4 separate regions of the Mus musculus genome follow, and all the other regions are linked to region 3. Evidence: chromatin contacts called from public Hi-C and promoter capture Hi-C data. All regions are on one chromosome and are shown on one strand. The core of a region is the stretch at or near the end of the contact, and the rest is flanking DNA. Distances in the headings are between cores, read along the strand shown. Region 1 holds the start of Riok2 (RIO kinase 2). Region 2 overlaps Lnpep (leucyl/cystinyl aminopeptidase). Region 3 holds the start of 1600012H06Rik (RIKEN cDNA 1600012H06 gene). Region 4 holds the start of Acat3 (acetyl-Coenzyme A acetyltransferase 3).

Region 1 (2,700 bases), core at 98-2,597, 2.4 Mb before region 3:
GTCAGGCAGTGGTGTCGCACGCCTTTAATCCCAGCACTTGGGAGGCAGAGGCAGGCAGATTTCTGAGTTTGAGGCCAGTCTGTCTACAGAGTGAGTTTCAGGATAGCCAGGGACACCCAGAGAAACCCTGTCTTGAAAAACCAAAATAAATAAATAAATAAATGAATTAAAAAATAAATAAAAATAAATCACGGGCTTACACACACATCGTTTACTAGGCCTGCAAGGGCTTATATGGTTTGGTTCTCATTTTCCATGTATGTCCCCAACCATTATATCGAACCTTTCTCTTCTATGAAGACTCTCCCTCCCATCTCTGAGTTTTTGCTCTAATTTGCCTCTAACTCTCTCCAAGGACACCTCTTCTACAACTCTCTCCAAGGACACTTTTTTCTCCGGCAGTTAAGATTCATTGGTTCGGGGGGTGGGGACAAACTTTGTAGTTCGATTAACAGTAAAGACAAGATTCTTGGATTCTGTCTCCATCACTGTAAAACTCAAAGACAGTATCCTTCCAACACGTGGCTACTTTCTATTTCTTTATCCTTTGTTACCTTCACGGTACTTACTATCTGACTACATTGTTAACATATTGATTTGCTGGTCGACTAAGAGGCATCTCCTTTCCTCCTTTGTTTTGCACTCTGCTGTTATATTTGATAGAGAAAGCTGACTTTTTTTTTTTAACATTAAGTGTCTGAGTCTATTAGAGGACTTAACTCCCACCCTCCCCTAGTTTGGAAGCCAAAGATCAATGAAATTTCCCGGGCCACAGAGACGTAAGCACATCTGCAGCAAAAGAAGCTGAAAGGAAGAACCATGTTTAGTAAAAGATAGTTCTTTTTTTCACAAAGCTTCATGAAAATCAGACCTTGGTGCCCTTTACCCAGATCCCAGCCTCGGCAAACAATCCACAAATCAGAGAGCCCTCACTCAGCTCCCAGCGACCTTAGAATAGCAGGAGGAGGACGTCACCGAATGGATAAGCAAGAAAGGTGTACTCCTTACCGCAGTCAGAACTCTGAAGTCATCGCGGCTCATGTACCTAAGCTTGGCTACATTCACCTTCCCCATGCTTGCCCAGTTCCACCACGGACGCTCTCTGGGAAGACGCAAAGTTGCTGGGTAATCTCGCAGGCTTTCGGCGGCGACCTGCCCGCGCACGCGCCCTGTATTTAAGGTGCTTATCGCTAGGTAAGAACACGTGCTCAAGAAGCAGTAGAAAAATGCTATTTTTTTCTCGTTTTTGTAGCTAAAAATCAGGCAGAAGTGATTTTTCAGCCCCTAAATAAATAATTTACGTTTGACTGATTTGGCAAGTTGCAAATGTTTTACATAGTATGCCACGTTACTTTTCAGAGCTGCTAGGACCTGATTGGAATTAAGGCCGGACTTCCGCATGCAACAGTGCTTACGTCACGAGAGGGGCGTGTTTTATTCGTTCCGAGCCACGCCCACTTTTAGTGCAGCAACTGTGCACTGTAAAGTCAGGGAGGGAAATGAGTAAGCGAGACCGGAGGCCAGCAAAACCACTGAAAGGGTGGCCACAGAGCCGCACGCGCTGTCTCTCGGCAGCCCCACCCCTGTCCGGCGGAGGAGGGCCGGGTTAGGAGCTGCCCCGCTGGCCTGGGACGCTGATCCCAGGACGGGTTAGGAGGAGCTTCTGTACGTACTATCCAGTGCTCGCTTCCAAAGAAAGCGCGCACCTCAATGTTTCTTGGGTCCAGGAGCATTTGGGAGGCTTAACAAGACAATGTACCCAAGACAAAGACTTTTATTACCGTACCTTCATCCCGACAGCAGCAGCATAGTAACAAGTGTGACTCATGTGATATTCAGTACCTGTGTTTCTCATTTCACGAATTATCTATATTTCAGTCCTTTAAGCTGCAGATCTTCTCTGGTCAGCTCTTAGGTTAAGCTTGGGCGCTATAAGTGTCCAGTGTTATGATCTGCTTTATACTTGAGAGATTGCCAACGACTGGTGTGTAACTTTTTTTTTTTTTTTTTTGAGGTATGTGCAAACTTTAAGGACTCAGATTAAGATACCTTCGTGTTCCTTCCATACTCCACTCCTTCCAGTTTCCAAGAAACAATGTATTCATTTCCTCCTTTTGGAGAGTGGTGCTGAGTATCTTCCTGGAGTAAGCTCTTTCATAAAGCATAGGGGCAGACAGCAGGCTGTAGTGTCCGTATCGGTCCAGCTAAAGTAGTTGGTAATCTAAAATCATCAAATCGAAACAAAAGATCAATCCTTTTTCATCTCTATGTTCCTGTCTTTGGGGTCTTGTATGCTTGAATACAGGATTCTAGGCATATCTAATTAGGACTTAACTAATTAAGACCGTTGTACACAATGGAATTTTTCTTTCTACATTAACATTAGAACATGTGAAAACAAAAAGTTTGAAGCTTTGATTATCTGTCTTTCTGTCTCCTTTCAGCATTGCTCCACAGAGCCACCACTAATTGAGTGGGTTTGGATCCAAGTTCTGGAATATTGGGGTAATCACAGTCCAGATTTCTCATCTTTTCAATATTGTGGGTTTTTTGTTTGTTTGTTTGTTTTTTTAGTAATCAAGTCATTTATGAGTAAAGGATTTAAATTCAATCTTCCTTTCTCACCATACTTAGTGTGACTTAAGCCAGTGGTTCCCAACCATCCTAGTACAGCGGTCCTTTAATACAGTTTATTTTGTG
Region 2 (2,700 bases), core at 148-2,647, 2.7 Mb before region 3:
ATTCAGTATCTGTCTTAGTCCTCTGGATAATACTTTCTTTTAACAGACATTCAACTTGCTAGGGTTCAGCTCTTAAAACCTGTTTCATTTTGGTGGACAGCAGTTCCAGGATCAGTTCTGTTCTCCTAGCCTTTGCATAATAATGCTTAGTAAACACTTCCCGGTTCTGATCCTGGCACCTGGTGGTAAATTAGGTTACTAGTTAAAGGGAGTTAAAGTTTCAGGTAGGAGTTACTGTTGTGTCGGGTGTGGTGGTATAAACCTACAATGCCTGCATTTAGGAGGCAAGCTAAAACTGCATAGTGAAACACTTGTTTCCAAAAATTAATAAATAAACACAAAATGAAATTTTTTGTCATCGAATCTTAAAGAGATTATCCAGGATTAGCCATTTGAGCCCTTTGAAGTCAAAATTTGTTAATATCATATAGTATGACAATGATTCAGTTGGCCTTTGCTGGATGCAAACAGTTTCTAGGATATGGAAAAGATAAGGAGATGAGTTCTTCCAAGAGCTTTCAGGGGAATCATAGCACTGTTAACAACTGATTTGGCCTCAGCGAGTCCCATTGTGGACTTCTTGCATCTAGAACTTTTGAGAATTAATTTGTGTTGTTATAATAAGCTTTTCAGGTTTGTGGCAAGTGTTGTAGCAGTTATGACTTAAATGTAATATTTTCCATAAGCTCATATGTTTGAACACTTGATCCCAGTTGGTGGAAGATACTGAACCTTATGGACATGGTAATGGATAGTGGTTGGCTATTAGGAGTGAGACTTTGGGATTATAGGCTGGCCCTTGCTTCCAGGTCTGCTCTCTGCATCCTTTCTGCCATGACATAAACAATGTGCTCCAGTTCTCACTGTTAACAGCTACACACCCTTGAGTGATAATCCTTTCTGCTCATGATCAGCTACCTTCTGGACAGTGTGCCAAAGACAATGCTCTGTTGTTTCTGTCAGCTATGTTTGTCACAATGGTAAGAATAGCAACTACTGTAAGCAGAAATAGACACCAATGCACACTGCTACCTTGCAGCTTTGATCTGTATGTATGTATATATGCATGTATGTATGTATGTTTATATGCATGTATGTATATATGTATGTATCTCCCTATTGCCCCCCTCTCTAGTTCTCTGGTGGTTATTCTGTAATTTTTGTAAGTTCATAGAAAAATATCTCTAGGTTCATAGAACAATTCTTTTCCCTCTGGCATTCTCTCAACACTGTAGCCTGCAGGGCTACTTTTCCTGGTTCTCGTACACAGAAATATCAGGCTGGCTCAATGAAATTCTACCTAATTGGCACCAGCACACTATTTGTGACTAAAGCCTGCCCTAAGGGTAGAATGGTCAAAGGAAAGAGAACAGTATTAAGATAGACACTAATCCTCGTGTAGACTGCTTTGCCAAGTGTTTTCTCCATTATCTCCTGTAAGGCAAAGTGAACTGTGGACAGCTATGAAGTAATCTGAGGACAAAGCATGTCGAGACCTTAGTCGTTTTTGCCAGTGTCTTAGAGTTGTCTCTAACCTAATTCAAGAATAGTTTTAGGACACTCCCTTTATTGAACTTTGCCAGAGATTTCCACCCAACTTGTCAGAATAAATCTCTTTATGTTTCATAAGCTAGTTGAATTACCTAATAGCTATAGCATGACTGAAAATATCACTTCTGACTTTGGGTAATGCCCCCACACACTGCCCTCTACCATAAGAGGAGAGCTGACCTGCTGCAAATGTGGATATGCTGTGCATAGAAGTTTACTAATTTCCATTGCCACCATGACAAATGATCACAGATTAGATAGAAAATAAAGTACAAAATTGTTCTCCTACAACTCTGTAGGCCAAATGCATGACCTGTCTTAGCCGGGTGTTGCTAGTAAACACTCTGTGGGCTCTGGGTAGGAACTATGGCCTTTAGTTTCCCAGCTTCTAAAGGCCACTTACATTCTTTTGCTCCTACTCCCTCTTTTCATCTTCAAAGCTGCAAAAGGCAAGCCATGCCCTTTTTTATATAACTGTACCCTGATCTATCCACCTCTCGCCTTCACTAAGGACTGATTTAATTATGTTGAGCCCAGAGTTGTTTCTGCTAATGGCATTCCATTTTTCTTCATGATTATTATACAGTTAATTGAACCATGTCCTATGTCTTGTTGAGGTTTCTATGTACAGAATTGAAGAAGAGATATGAGTGGTATTATTGTGATTTGGTTTATGTGACACTAATACTTGAGCATTGGTCACTTCACCCAAGTGGCCATACTATAATGGTACTCACTTAGTTTAATTATTTGCTGAAATCTTCACTTTAACTTTTGATAATATATAGAGTTTGGGTTTTTTGTTTGTTTTGTTGTTGCTGTTGGATTGCTTTATTTTTGGTTTGGGGATGGTACTAGGAGTCAAAGCCAGGAATTGTGCCTGAACCTAGATAGAAATCTGAGAAGACAGAAAATTTCTGGTGATAGGAATTTCCTCTGTATTTAAAACCACAAACTTTATAAATGTCTTAAATGGTAATAAATAGTAATAAACATATATCTTAATCTAACCTATTTCTTTTAAATATTATTATAACTCAGAGACTGCATAGTCAAAGAACTGCTTGTTACCTAATATTCTAAATCATAACCAAGTTATAAATCCCCTGAAAAATACAACTATAGTAAAATTAAGTACTGTGAAAAAAA
Region 3 (2,700 bases), core at 151-2,650:
CACTGCATTTTCCACCTGGCTTTAAAATGTTAAAGACTTTAAAACTCGAAGTGCTGTACTTCATTTAAATGTCTATAAATTCTACAGTCATCAACTTCTGCACCAGCAGTAAAGTTTAATCTGATTTATACAGCCTGTTACTGTAATCTTCTTACTCACCTGACTAACCAAAATGCATTTAAACATTTTATTGAGCAGACTCCTTTTTATAGGAATTTTAATCTCTAAAATATTGTGCTTGCTGCTTTTCCTGCTTGGGGAGTAAACTGAGGTAACAAAACTGTATGGCTTTATTTTTCCATCCTAGTCTAGAAAAAAGTAACCAGAGTTTCACCAGGTCAAGTAGCTAGGTTCGCAGCAAACTGTAATCGCTCTGTGAAAATAAGGGTTTGTGCTCCAGCATATTCAAGGGATCAGAAGAGAATTTCAAGCACCAGTTTCAAAATGCTAATCAATATCGTCCAGAGAACTGATTCCTCCTCTTGGGCTGCCTCTTCTGGAGCGTAAGCCTGCTGCTGACTGGCTCCTGTTGGGTCAGTGAAATAGGCAGCCTCTCCGAATGGGTACTGATCCACAGTTCTGTCATAGTATACCCTCATCTCAAAGTCGCTCTCATGGTGAGAGGGGTGTCCATAAATTCCTATCCCGACCGGTCGCTGGAAGTGTGCCGGTATAGAGACCACATCCTGGCCGCAAGTGACAGACTGCAGCTCATAGTCGTCGAAGCTCGGGTGCGGAGTGCTGTCCGACACGTACAGGTCCGCATCCCCTCTCAGGCTCTGCATCCTGAGAATAATTTTACCCTCATGGTTCAACCGCAAGTAGCTGTAATTCCCGGCTCCTATTTGGCCCTGGACCACGTGCAGAAGGAGCCACTCCTCCGGGACGTCGTCGTCTTCCAAACATTTTACCAGGGTCACCACCTGGGACGCCAGGATCATCAACAGGGCGCGCCTCCAGGGAGTAGCCATCGCTGGGGCACTCAACTCGGGGACTCCCTCATCTGCAGTCGCTGTGCTGGGAAGGTACGGGTGACAGGCGTGACCCGAGGTGCTCGTCCACGCAGACCAAGATTCGTGCACCTGGGTCCCGGGAACCGACGGTGGGGAAGGGGAAGGAGAGAAGGGATAAAGAGTAGGGAACAGCAGAGAGGGAGGAGCAGAGGAGGCGGGTGGGAAGAGGGAAGCGGTAAGAGGGACCTTAGGACAGGCCCCTGGGGGCGCAGGTGTCTGGAGAATAGCGAGGTCGCCAACCCCGAACTCACCGCCACGCCCCGCAGGCCACGCAGCACCCGCAGCACCCGGGCTCAGCCTGGAACTCGCCCCAGCTGGCGGAAAAGAGGCCGCGCCCGGAAGTGTGGTACTCCGGAAGCGAGGGCTTTTGGGAACCAACTCCGGCCTAAGGGACCGGAAGTGAGGTAACGCCAGGCTCTCGCGAGAATAGAGCAGCTTTCCCCCGTAACCATAGCGACGCGGCTGGCGTGGTCGGTGAGTTCCGGGGAAAGTGGGCTGGACGGTCGGTGAGGCTGCCAGGGATTGCAGCTTGCGACAAGCTCCCTTGAGGGGATGACTGGGAAGCCTGCTCCCGGATGGCGGAGGGCCGAGCCGCGCCCGGTCCAGCCTTCTCCTCCCGCGCCCCCAGAGCCGCGCGTGAGTGGCCTCCCTAAGCCCTGCAGCACAAGCCCCTGAGTGCGGGCAGCACCGGGAGGGACACTTTTGGATTTGTCTTAAACCATGACAGAAGGGAAATATAAATTTCAACATGAGAACTACTAGTAAGAAATGATTCCTCCCCCCCCCCCAAGCCCACAATTGCCATCACCCCACCCCCCACATTTTTTTGGGAAGTAATTTAGTAATTAGAAAACTTAGTGTACATTTAATCAAGTTTAGTGGCGAGTTCTTTAGCCTTTGCTTTTTCCAGCTTGGCAACGCGAGCCACAGACTTAGGGCCCAGCACGTTGCCTCCTCAGTGGCGACGGATCTCGTTATATCTGTGATTACAATTGATCCTAATAGCTTCCACCAGCTTAGCCAGAGCACCCTTGTCTTCCGGGTTAACCTATGTGAAGGCAACAGTGGTGCATTTCTTCCTGTGGACCAGGCGCCCCAACCTGGGCAGGACAAGCAGGAAAACCACCAGCTCAATGGGGTCTACATCATGGGCAATCACCACCAGCTGAGCCTTCTTGTTCTCCACCAAGGTGGTGACTATATTGACTCCTGCTCAATGGACAGGTGGTCTCTTAGTTGGGACGTCGCCTTTGCCAGCAGCTTTCTTCTCAGCAGGGGCCAGTAGCCTTTGCTTCTTTTGCGTTGTCTCTGGCCTGTACTTGTGGGCAAGCTGTTTGCCTGTCCAGGGCCTGGGTGAACTGGTTAATGGCAGGAGGGACTTTGAGCCGCTTGTAGAGGATGGCTCTTTGCCGCTGCAGCATGATGTAGCGGGGCCATTTGATGAAGCGTGTAAGATCTCTTTTGGGCTGGATGTCCTTCCCAAATGGCGAAATTCGTGGGCCTTTTCTCAAACTAAGGATTGACCACTTTTTTGGCCTCCTGGTCCTTGACACCGGCGATGCTCAGGGTCACCTTCTTCCCTTGGCTGTCTTTCCTTTAGGCATCTTGCTTGGCTGGAGGAGAAAGCATGCACACAGTTCTTAAGACTAGATTTCATGTCTGGAGACTTTTCCTGGTTTATAAATGG
Region 4 (2,700 bases), core at 17-2,516, 2.0 Mb after region 3:
CAGTGTAAGGCTAAAGCCAGGTGCTAAAGCCAGGTATGGGGGCACCCAGCTTTCACCCCAGCATTCAGGGAGTAAAAGCAGGTAGATCCCTAAATTCCAGGCCAACCTGACCTACATCGTGGCATAGGTCAGCTAAGGGCTACATTATAAAATCACGTCTGAGAGAGAGAGAGAGAGAGAGAGAGAGAGAGAGAGAGAGAGAGTTAAATTGTTGGGACCTGAGTTAGTTCCCAGCCCCCACATAGTGACTCAGAATCATCCTAACTCCATTCCAGGGAATCCAATGCCTTTTTCTGACCTACCTGGGGAACTAGGAACATAAACGGTGCACATACATGTATGCAGGCAAACAAAAACTCAAAACACTGATATACATAAAATAAATCTAGTAAGATTTTTTCCTTTGGAAAAATATATATACATGTATTTATGCACATATATATGTATGCGCTTGTGTGCGTGCATGGGTGCGTGTGTTTGTGTGTGTGGCCAAGCTCTGAAGTGAAGCACACTGGCCCTTCCTGTCTGAAAGCCCAGCCTCACCCCAGCCTGTAGGATTTAGAGTAGTTGCGTGGCCTCTGCAGAAATAACTTCTGCTTGCACACATTCTGTGGATTATTTGGACCGCTTGTGGGAGGACCGATTTCTAGCAAGGTAGAGGTAATTAGAAAGTCCAGACAAATTCTGACTTTGGCTGCAGGTGTTTTAAACAGCCGTGATCTGTGGCCCTAAGGGACCTTTAATGAATAAGATCTTCAGATCACCTTCCATCCTCGGCCCCTGGGGTTCTCCTCTAGCCAAGAACACGACTTTTAGCAACCAAGTGAACTAGGGTTTACAGCGCCCAGGCACACTTGGAGAAATCTCAAAGTTCCTGCGAATTGACCGACACTGTATCCTGTTCCTTCTGGCGTGTTCGGGAATTATAGCCAGGGCATTCCAGTCCCGGCTGAATCATCAGAGGTAGACTTTTAGTCACCCTCATTGTTTCGAAAATACACAAAAACAGACAGAAAAGGGATACAGAGAAAGATTCCGGGATTGTGTTGCAAGCGTTCAAAGTCCACAGCTTGAGACTTCCCCCAACGCTGATCGCTCTCACTCTAACACCCGGAACCCCCAGGTCTCTATCTATGTCACACTCTAAGACCCCTAGACCTTGCACACCCTGTTCTTCACCATCCCTGAGCTGAGGAGGAGTGGGGATCAGGGGAGCTGCTGAGCAGGGGCGGGGCGGGGAGGGCGGGGCGGGGCGGGGCGGGGCGGAGCCGTTGAGGCTCCATCTCCAACTCAGCCAGAATTTAGCAAAGTTTGCTTCAGCTGCAGCCAGGGCTGTGCAGACGCCAGGGGAGAGCAACAGGATGAACACAAGATCCGACCCAGTGGTCATCGTCTCGGCGGCCCGTACCGCCATAGGTCAGTGTTGCGGAGGCTTCCCACCTGCTACCCTACAGGTGCACAGAGAACCCTGCCAACTGCCTGCTTGCATGCCTGATGGTTCATCTGTCACCCTGTGGTGGCAGATACTAGTGGTCTGAATTTGGGCAGCCCTGGGCTTGGCAAAGCACTGATTTAAAGTCCCCACCCTCCCCCTCGGTGGTCCTCAGTGTGCTCTTGGTTCAGATTCCTTCCCTCTTCCCCATTCCATTGTAGGCTCCTTCAATGGTGCCCTGTCCACCGTGCCTGTCCACGAAATGGGGACAACTGTCATCAAAGAAGTCCTGCAGAGGGCCAAGGTGGCTCCAGAAGAGGTGTCCGAGGTCATATTTGGACATGTCTTGACGGCAGGTAACTCCTCAGTAGCCCAGGACAGATCTGGTTCACTAGAAACAGCATTTATTTATATGTGTGTGTGTGCGCGCACACACACCACCACCACCATACATTGCTTTGCTTGGAGTTCTCTCTGCTAGGATTCTTTCTGTCCCTCCTCCTTCCTCTGGCTGAAGTCACAGCTCCTTTACAAGCCTTTTCGGTGAGTGATCTTAGACCACGGGACTGTATCGCCTTTGCATTGTTAGAAGCACAGCAAAGTATTCACAGTCCTCCACATACCCCTAACATGTCACACAGTCAATAAAAGTGTGTGGGCCTGGCACTGTGCCACAGCTGCGAGTGGGGCTGCAGCAGAGCAGCTCTACCCTGGTCCACTTTGTCAGGAGATCAGCTGTCCCTCACTCCAGGGGACTGTCCGGAGAAAGGCAGGAGAGTCTAAGAATGCTTCATCATAGCTCTGATTCCTGCTGGGCTTGGAGATCAGTGACTACTGATGTTGATGATTGGTTTGGGGCCTGGGTGTATAGATCAGTGGTGAAGTGTGTGGTGAGCATGCATGTGGTCATGAGTTCCCACTCCTGCCCTGCCCTGTGCTCCCTCAGCACACATTTGAATCAACTGTAGAGAAAATTGTTAATATTCAATACCAAGTTCTGCTCTTACTCTGTCTGAGACCATTTGTATGTGTGCCAGTTGAATATTCTGTATTTTTTTAATGGGTGTTTTGTCTGCATATATGTCTATATACCACTTGCCTGCCTGGTGCTAGCAGAAGCTAGAAGAAGGCATTGTCTTCCCTGGTCCTGGAGTTATAGATGTTTGTGGTTGTGAGCTGCCGTGTGGGTGATGGGAATCACCACCCCCAGCCCCCCAGAGAAGCCAGTGTTCCTAACCACTGAGCCATCTCTTCAAACCCCTGAACAT

The links. Promoter capture Hi-C pulls out the DNA fragments that hold promoters and counts their contacts. Hi-C and Micro-C count contacts between places; a contact is called where the count stands out from the background.
Region 1: a promoter capture Hi-C map of pre-B cells shows a contact between it and region 3, with 3 times the contacts expected there. The contact joins the promoter of Riok2 here to the promoter of 1600012H06Rik in region 3. A contact is called at or near these places in 3 of 39 promoter capture datasets (liver, neutrophils and pre-B cells) and 1 of 9 other capture datasets (liver).
Region 2: a Hi-C map of B cells shows a contact between it and region 3, with 5 read pairs. The contact joins the enhancer-like site here to the promoter of 1600012H06Rik in region 3. A contact is called at or near these places in 3 of 39 promoter capture datasets (liver and pre-B cells), 1 of 484 Hi-C or Micro-C datasets (B cells), 1 of 115 datasets of contacts at active chromatin or transcription factors (astrocytes) and 1 of 9 other capture datasets (liver).
Region 4: a contact with region 3 is called in a promoter capture Hi-C map of pre-B cells, with 4 times the contacts expected there. The contact joins the promoter of Acat3 here to the promoter of 1600012H06Rik in region 3. A contact is called at or near these places in 8 of 39 promoter capture datasets (the C10 cell line, the HPC-7 cell line, cranial neural crest and 4 more).

What each region holds. Positions count from the first base shown.
Region 1 is chr17:17,372,979-17,375,678 of GRCm38.p6, reverse strand. It overlaps Riok2 (RIO kinase 2), which reads right to left and starts at 1,347. Exons shown (of 10, transcript NM_025934.2): 1 at 1,009-1,347. The coding sequence starts at 1,074. Gm36768 (predicted gene, 36768) reads left to right here and starts at 1,463. Exons shown (of 4, transcript NR_168690.1): 1 at 1,463-1,665; 2 at 2,445-2,505.
Region 2 is chr17:17,601,243-17,603,942 of GRCm38.p6, reverse strand. All of the region lies in intron 1 of Lnpep (leucyl/cystinyl aminopeptidase), which reads left to right. Among named protein-coding and RNA genes, the nearest start is that of Lnpep, 22 kb to the left of the region's middle. Within about 2 kb of position 1,397, at least 165 of the 459 cell types and tissues checked have an H3K27ac peak or open chromatin away from gene starts, as enhancers often do. A contact at or near this core is called in B cells, astrocytes and liver, where this site is marked.
Region 3 is chr17:14,941,884-14,944,583 of GRCm38.p6, reverse strand. 1600012H06Rik (RIKEN cDNA 1600012H06 gene) reads right to left here and starts at 1,400. Exons shown (of 2, transcript NM_026451.2): 1 at 1,265-1,400; 2 at 1-1,017. The coding sequence starts at 971. The coding sequence ends at 414. Wdr27 (WD repeat domain 27) reads left to right here and starts at 1,460. Exons shown (of 25, transcript NM_175173.3): 1 at 1,460-1,487.
Region 4 is chr17:12,938,962-12,941,661 of GRCm38.p6, reverse strand. Acat3 (acetyl-Coenzyme A acetyltransferase 3) reads left to right here and starts at 1,266. Exons shown (of 9, transcript NM_153151.3): 1 at 1,266-1,416; 2 at 1,654-1,788. The coding sequence starts at 1,362. It also overlaps the pseudogene Gm20591.